Regions from separate parts of the Mus musculus genome. Here region 1 is linked to region 2. A link is a contact called in public HiChIP or PLAC-seq data. All regions are on one chromosome and are shown on one strand. Each heading gives the region's core, a stretch centred on a gene start, on an enhancer-like site or on the middle of the called end of the contact. The rest is flanking DNA. Distances are from core to core; before and after follow the strand shown.

Evidence for each region. HiChIP or PLAC-seq counts read pairs in DNA pulled down with a chosen protein or histone mark.
Region 1: a contact with region 2 is called in an H3K27ac HiChIP or PLAC-seq map of bone marrow-derived dendritic cells, with 5 times the contacts expected there. The contact joins the promoter of Mcrip2 here to the promoter of Atp6v0c in region 2. A contact is called at or near these places in 1 of 39 promoter capture datasets (pre-B cells) and 2 of 115 datasets of contacts at active chromatin or transcription factors (bone marrow-derived dendritic cells and pancreatic cancer cells).

The regions. Positions count from the first base shown.
Region 1 is chr17:25,867,387-25,871,626 of GRCm38.p6, forward strand. It overlaps Mcrip2 (MAPK regulated corepressor interacting protein 2), which reads right to left and starts at 1,352. Exons shown (of 5, transcript NM_026633.3): 1 at 1,239-1,352; 2 at 1,028-1,157. The coding sequence starts at 1,290.
Region 2 is chr17:24,167,748-24,171,682 of GRCm38.p6, forward strand. Atp6v0c (ATPase, H+ transporting, lysosomal V0 subunit C) reads right to left here and starts at 1,703. Exons shown (of 3, transcript NM_009729.4): 1 at 1,459-1,703. The coding sequence starts at 1,537.

The DNA of each region.
Region 1 (4,240 bases), core at 102-2,601, 1.7 Mb after region 2:
AGCCAGGACTACACAGAGAAACCCTGTCTCTGGGGTGGGGGTGGGGGGTGGGGGGTGGGGGGGGTGTTTCCCAGGTAGAGATAGGCCAGTCACCAAGGCAGCTCCAAACTCCCTGTCTGGGTAACCACTTTGTGGTTATACATCTGCACCATAGAGTTCTCCCAGAGACATAAGGGCAATAAGGACATAAACCGATGTCATACGGATGTCCCCTAGGGCAAACACAGGCCACACAGGCATCTCCTACCTATAGCTTCCGAAGCCTAGTAGCTGAGAGCTAAGAGGGGTGGAGCCAGCCACACAGACTCCCCTGCTGAGACGAGTCTAACTCTTGGCCTCCCTCGAGATTGTGGTCTCTTTGGTGCTCTCTCTTAACCGGTTCACATGCCACCTCTACCAGAGTAGAGCCTACATGCCTGCAGAGTCCAGTCTACCGATACAGGAAACAGTAAATGGAGCCAAAGAAGTAAAAGGTTCAGCCTTGGTTGAGTGGGATCACTTCCAGGTCACACTGGCTGAAATCCAAGTAGCTAGGGCTGAACTTCCCTAGACACATTGCGGGTTAGGAAAATCAGAAAACTCTTGGAACCCACAGGCGCGGGCAACTGCTGGGGAGGAGGGCTCCAGTGTCCCAGGGTGTTAGTGAAGGGCAGGGACCTGATAAGACCAGCGGGAACACGTGCGCTTCTTCTGCTCTGCAAGGACAGGGCCTGAAGTCCTTGAGAGCCAGGGCCTTGGGCAACTTTCCCCAACTTTGACCTCGACCACTTCCCAAGGGGTCCAAGTTAGCGGCCCAAGGTCACCAGGTCCCTCGGTTTTGAGTACTTGCGGTCCTTGACAGGCGGGATTGGTCGGAAGCCCTCAAGGCTCCACGTGGCCACCAGGGTCCACTCAAGCCAGCTGGGCCCAGAAGTAGCCGGCGAGCAGAAGTGCACGAGTTGCCTGCGCCCCGCCCCCTGCCCACCAGGACGCGTGGTCCCCATCAACCTTCTCCAAGGTCACCCTCGTGCCCGGCGGCCTGGCTCACCTTGCAAGGGGCCAGGGTCCCTGAGTCTGTGCCGAGGGCTGCAGGTGCGCGGGTAGCGCGGTCGGCGGCACCGGCTGCCGGCATTTCAGGAGCTCGCCAAGCCTGCTCTCCACCTGCTGCTGTGTGGGACCTGCGGGCCGGGGCGGAGGGCGCTGTCAGCCGCCGCGAGCCAGCGGTCAGGACGTCCCGCCTGCCCGCCCGCCCTGCGCACCTGTGCGGCGCTGCGCGACCAGCTTGCTGGGCCCCTTGGTGATAGTGTACATGGTGCGCCGTCCCGCCCGCCCCTGGCAGCGGCCAGATCAGGCACCCTCCACCAGCTTCACTTTGCGGTCCCAGAGGCTCGGCCCCTTTAAGGAGGGAGGACGGGCAAAGGGGCGGAGCGACCCACACACGCCCCCTGCCCTTAAAGGAGCTTCGCCTACTTGGTAGCCTTCCCAACCCTTTGGAAAATTGGCCAAGTCACTAAATTTGAGCTAAGAACGGGTTGTACTCGCCAAGGGGTATGCCATCTCTAGACTGGAGCGTGCATGTGCGAGTGTGCATGTGTGTGCTTGTGTATCTGTCTGAGATTTCAGAGAGAGAGGCTCTTTCAGTTGAGGAGGGCCCTTTGTGTACTAGGGTAGTGCTAGGGACCCTGAACAGTCTCTAAAAACACCAGTATTCCAGCTCATATTTGAGACACCACCACCACCCAGCCAAGTGCCTGGACAAGCCTGGATTGTTGGGGATCACTGTGTCAGGAGTCAGCTTTAGAATGAGTGCTCTAAGAGTGTTTAAGTAGATCTAAAGTACTGTGGAACCAGAAGACCAGGAGAACACAGAGCCCTCAGGGGGTACCCTATTCCTAAAGTACTATACTAACCGCTCTTCAATTCATGTCCTGAGCCTTTTCCCCAACTACTGGGGAAGCTGGAAATTAGGTCTGTGGGGAGAGCCACAGGGTTTCCCAGTACAGCCTGGAAGGAGGAAGAACCCAGCAAGAGTGGAAGCAGCCTGACCCCCCCCCCGTACCCCCCCCCCCCGCCCCCAGGTCTCCTTTTTTTGCTGTTGGTTTTTTGTTTGGTTTGGTTTGGTTTTTTGAGACAGGGTTTCTCTGTGTAGCCCTGGCTGTCCTGGAACTCACTCTGTAGACCATGCTGGCCTCAAACTTAGAAATCCGCCTGTCTCTCCCTCCCGAGTGCTGGGATTAAGGGCGCGCGCCACCACTGCCCGGCGTGATGTGAAGTCTTGAACTGTATCTGCCAAGACTTGTGCTGCCCCTGCCACCAACACCTGGCCTTAAGGTTCCTATTGTCATATTTGAGGAGGGTCAGTCTGCAGGCACTAGGGACTAGGGGAGGCAGGTCTGTCAAGTCTTGGACCACTTAAGCAAGACGAACAGTGAGGAAGGAGTGAGGGTGGGTAGCTGGTCCACCTGAATTCCAGAGTATCTAAGGAACTCCAGGGGACTTTTATCCCAGGTGACCAAGCCTTCATTCCTTTGGCCCTGGGCCTTTGGCCTTACATTATGCAGAGCGGGGCTGGAGAGTGAAAGGCCTTCTCCAGCTCTGAGAAGACTGTTGAGTGTACTAGGGAGGCATGAGACATCTCACTCATGTCTAGTTGATGAGCCAGTGAGTTTATTGCGGTTACTTACTGGAGCATGGGTGACTCTCACTATGTCACCAAAAAGCCCACCACAGTATAGGTGACAGCTCATGAGTGCTGATCCTGGGAGCTTCTTTCCCAACCCTACTTAAGAGTCCCCTCTCGGGGCTGGAGAGATGGCTCAGTGGTTAAGAGCACTGACTGCTCTTATAGAGGACCTGAGTTCAATTCCCAGCAACCACATGGTGGCTCACAGCCATCTGTAATAAGATCTGATGTCCTCTTCTGGTGTGTCTGAAGACAGCCACAGTGTACTCATATTAAATAAATAAAAAATCTTTAAAAAAAAAAAGTCTCCTCTCAGCCGGGTAGTGGTGGCAGCACACAACTTGGGAAGCAGAGGCAGGCAGATTTCTGAGTTCGAGGCCAGCTTGGTCTACAGAGTGAGTTCCAGGACAGCCAGGGCTACACAGAGAAACCCTGTCTCGAAAACAAACAAACAAACAAACAAACAAACAAAGTCTCCTCTCTCCTAGCACTTGGCACCTGGTTATATAGCACCTGGGAATTTGAATCTTGAGGTTTTCCTGAGCTTCACAAGTTTCATATCGCCTTCCTAAGTCTTAAGAGCTTCCCTCCTTCAGAAGGAAATGTTTCAATCTGCTGGTACCAGGCCTGTGACTGCAAAGGTGAGTGTGGATCTGGGAAGAGAGTTAAGGCCTGGAGTTGTACCGAAAGAAAGAAAGAAAGAAAGAAAGAAAGAAAGAAAGAAAGAAAGAAAGAAAGAGTGAGTCTTGGAGCTGAGACGAAAGGATGGACCATCCAGAGACTGCCCCACCCGAGGATTCATCTCATAATCAACCACTAAACACAGACACTATTGCATATGCCAGCAAGATTTTGCTGAAAGGACCCTGTCTCTTGTGAGGCTGTGCCAGTGCCTGGCAAATACAGAAGTGGATGGTCATTGTCTTCTATTGGGTGGAACACAGGGCTCCCAATGGAGGAGCTAGAGAAAGTACCCAAGGAGATGAAGGGGTCTGCAACACTATAGGTGGAACAACAATATGAACTAACCAGTACCTCCAGAGCTCATGTCTCTAGCTGCATATGTAGCAGAAGATGGCCTAGTCAGCCATCACTGGGAAGAGAGGCCCCATGGTCTTGCAAACTTTATAGGTCTCAGTAAGGGGAATACCAGGGCCAAGAAGTGGGAGTGGGTGGGAAGGGGAGCAGGGCAAGGGGGGAGGGTATAGGGGACTTTCGGGATAGCATTTGAAATATAAATGAAGAAAATATCTAATAAAAAATTGAAAAAAGATAGCTAATGTTGCCGGGCGTGGTGGTGCACGCCTTTAATCCTAGCACTCAGGAGGCAGAGGCAGGCAGATTTCTGAGTTCAAGGCCAGCCTGGTCTACAAAGTGAGTTCCAGGACAGCCAGGGCTATACAGAGAAACCCTGTCTTGAAAAACCAAAGAAAGAAACAAACAAAAAAAGATAGCTAATGTTAAAGAAAGAAAGAAAGAAAGAAAGAAAGAAAGAAAGAAAGAAAGAAAGGAAGGAAGGAAGGAAGGAAGAAAGAAAGAAAGAAAGAAAGAAAGAAAGAAAGAAAGAGAAAGGAAGGA
Region 2 (3,935 bases), core at 453-2,952:
TTAATCATAGGTGGCTAAAACAGGGGAACCTATGGACACATTATTCTGGGTGCAAAGAGCAGAAAAACATGCTTGGCAGCTTTCTCTAAGGAGACCTGAAGTGTGGGGAGAAGAGTCGTGGTGGGAGAGGAGGGAAGGAGAAGTCCAGGCCACATCTCCCACCACAAATGACCACTTACTCTAATGCTGTGGGTACAGCAGGGCTCTCTCAGCAGCACCTGACAGGTCCAGGCAGGGGAGGTCACCACTGACAGACAACCCTCTACCCCAATCTGCACCCTACAGGTGTTTACAGTCAACAGACACTGTTTGGAGTCCAAACTCACCAAGTACCTGCACAGAGAACCAGCCTCTCCATTTGCCAGGTAGGGTGGGGCAGGGCGAGGTCAGTTAAGCCAAAGACCAGACCTTCCAGGGGAGGCCCAGGCCAGACCAGTCCCCGGCCAGGGGCTGTGACTTACCTCCCTCAATCCCACATTCTTGGGTCTGGCCCAAAGCTTTTCTCCCAGGAAGGCCAATTTTCACTAAAATTTGACACTGAAGAATTGTCAAGGCCCAACTTCAAAAGCAAGATGCCATCAAGAACCTTGCTAGGCTTTTCCTTTTCTGGGCACGGAAGCGTCGCCCAGTTCCAGCCCCTCACCCCCCTAGAAGAGGAAGGTCATTCATTCACTCATCCATTCATTAGGTCCAGGGCTGAAGATCAAAGATGTAATCGTGTAAATGCAGGCACTCTAATGCCGCCCTCCCACCCACCTCAAAGCCCAGATCCCCAGCAGCCATCCACTAAAGTGCTCCTACCTAGGCCAAACCCACTTCCATAAGCTCTAACCGGAGTCCTTGCAGGTTCCCAGGACCAACCCCTCAGTCCAGTTTTCCTAACCAACCCACACCGATGACTGAACTATTGGGAAACCGAGACAAGCCTCAACCGGAAACACCTGCCTCACCCAGGGTAGAGACCCACCTGACCCCGGGCAGCTGGGCCGCCATAAAAGCAGGGCTTGTGAACCTTAGCGGGGACCCAGGCTCCCTCCAGCCAAGAGGCCAGGGACTCCCGTCCTGGGCCTGCCCCCGCCTACGGACTGGCGCCTTTCAAGATGTGATGTCACACCTGCCTGCAGAATGCGAGGGGGCACAGCATCGCGCGCCGCCCCCCGCGCCCCCCACCCCACCCTCATTCCTACTTCCCAGGACTAAGATGGCAGCCACACTGCCGCCCCACCCCCACAGAAGCGAGGCACAGGAGGCGGGCTGATAAGACCCGCAGCCGGATCAAGCCCCGTGCTCCACAAATCCATCAGTCCCCACCACCCCCCCAAACCTGCGCCCGTAAGGCCCGACACCCACATAGCTGGGAATGACGTCAGAGTGACGTCACGCCCAACCCCCAGTGAGCAGCGGTCTAGAGTCCCGCATCGCTTCGGCATCCCCTGCTCCTCCTGCAGCGATGCTCACCGCTGAAGACCATGGCGGACGAGGCGCCCATGACACCGAAAAACGAAGAATATTCGGGGTTGTTCTTGATGTCAGCCATGTCTGCAAGCAGGGAAAAGACAAGCTCAGCGGGCGGCGGCGAGCTAGGACAACGGGACAGCGAGCGAGGAGGCAAGCGAAGATCGTCGAGGCAGCGGATGGGAAGGCGACCCCGCCAGTCAGGCGCTGCGCTCTAAATACCAGCACCGCAAAGCAAGATGGCGGCCGCGCTCGCGTCACATGATCTGTCCCCGCCCCCACGGGCTGTACCACTTTGCGCCGGTGGGGGAGCGAGGCTCCAGGCTCGCCGGCAGCCCTTGGACAATTTATGGGCCCTGGCACCAGTCCTCGGGGCCCGGGGCCCAACGCTCAGCCTTGCCTGGGTCTTCGCTGGCCCGCGGCTCCACGCAGTCGTCTTCTCGAACCCTACGGGTTTTGGGATCATCGGTCCCCCGGGGCGGAGCCGTAGCGCTCATATTAGCATACAGGGTGGAGCGAACGCTAGCCCACCTTCACTGCGGCTGCGCAGAACTCACCGGTGTTCGAGTACCCGTGTTCGTTTTCCCTGTGTTCACTGCTCACGGACCTCAGGCACTCCTGCTGCATAAGACTCAGGTTAAAGTAGTGACATCTAGCAGCACTACAGAACTTATAACAGAAGAAATCCCTCGTGTTGGGCTTCGCTGTCTCCGCCAACCCCCAGGAATACCACGCCCCACCTCTCCGGGCTTTAAAGTGCAACAGCCCTAGGTGTTCTGTAGTCACCTTCTTCCATACCTAGGCTCCTGCAGATTCAGGCCCACCGTATTCCCTTTAATTCCGGTGGTGGTTGTGGGTCCCTCACCTGACCCCCTCTTGTATAGCTGTCTGCCCACAAAGACGTAGGCATGGCTGTTTTTCTATTTATTTTTCTACTTTATTTTTGAAACGGGGTTTCACTGTGAAGTTCTGGTTAAGCTGGAATTTGCCATGTAGACCAGTTCCGTCTTGTCTGCCTCTTGAGTGCAGGGGGTTAAAAGCACCCTGCTTGATGGGCTTTCAGCATTGACACCTGTGAAAGGTAACCCAGATTTCTGAAAGTCTCAGAAAGACCTGATTGCCCTTCTAGCACCCATGCAAGGCCTACCTGTGCCAGGCCTCCTTTCTAGACCACTGATGGAGGACTGGTTTCCCCAGCAATGGAGTGGCTAAGGCTACCTCTGCCCTCCAGATACCCTTGTAGCAGCTTACGCACCCCAGCTGCCTGCCTTCCTTCTACCTATCAACTCAGGCTGCCTAGTTTCCTTTACCCTTCCCTCCTGAGCAGCCACGACCTAGCCTAGACCTCCCTTGAAACTCAAGGTCACATTCTAAGACCAGTGGGTTCTCCAAGTGGTCTCAATGCTAATACCTCAACTTCTCCATGCAGGCAATAGAGACACCTTCCCATCCTGCTACCTTCTCAGTCCTACATTTCACAGCAGAAAACTCCCTGTGTCCCCTTCCCACCTTGGCTGAATCCAGTCTACCACCCTTTAAACTGGCCCGTAGAAGAGCCTTTGTCTTGTTTCAGAGAGGACGTTACTGAGAGCAGCTTTAGCCCTTCCTCCACCCTCTCTTGCTCCATTCTGACTTTTGAAAAGAGGAATCTTCACTCTTGCCCCCACGCCTTCACCCTGTCTCTCTCCAACTCCTTGCCCTTGCCAAGGTCACACTTCCTTTCTAAGCCAGCACACAGGGCCTCGGTACTGCTATCTCCAGTGCTTCCTCCCTCTCCCCCTCTCTTTCTCCTGTGTGCCTAGAGCCTGAAGAAGTCAGAAGAGCTCGTCAGATCCCCTAGAGCTAGAGTTAGTAATGCCTGTGAGATGCCAGGTAGGTGCTGGGAATTGGACAGAAGTCCTCTACAAGAGCAGTGAGTGTTCTTAACCACAGAACCTTGCTTTAGTCCCCATGGGTTTTTTGTTGTTGTTGTTGGTGGTGGTGGTGGTGGTTTTGGTTTTTGGTTTTTCGAGACAGGGTTTCTGTGTGTAGACCAGGCTCGCCTGGAACTCAGAAATCCGCCTGCCTCTGCCTCCCAAGTGCTGGGATTACCATGCCCGGCCCTTGGTTTGTTTTCTATTCAGCACTTAATATCCCACAATTCTTTGCTGCTTAATCATGTGCTAGGTAGGTCCTTCTTGGTGCGCTTCCCTTTGCTGTCTGCTATCCTCCAGCACCAGTTCCCAGGTCTCCTTACTTACTACTCAGAACCCATTTTCCCACAGGAAGTCCTCCTGACATCCCCCATGTTTCTCCTCTCCCTCCCCTAAGTGTCCCCCTCTGGCCCTTGCATCGAAGGTTGTTGTGACTTTTTTTTTTTTTCAGACATCCAGTAGGGTGCCCAGATCTGGCCACCCTAGTAACAGAGCTAAGCACCTAACTATATGTCAGGGCCTATGCTGAGGCATTTGAGGTTATTGTCATGCCTACTCTTAGTCACT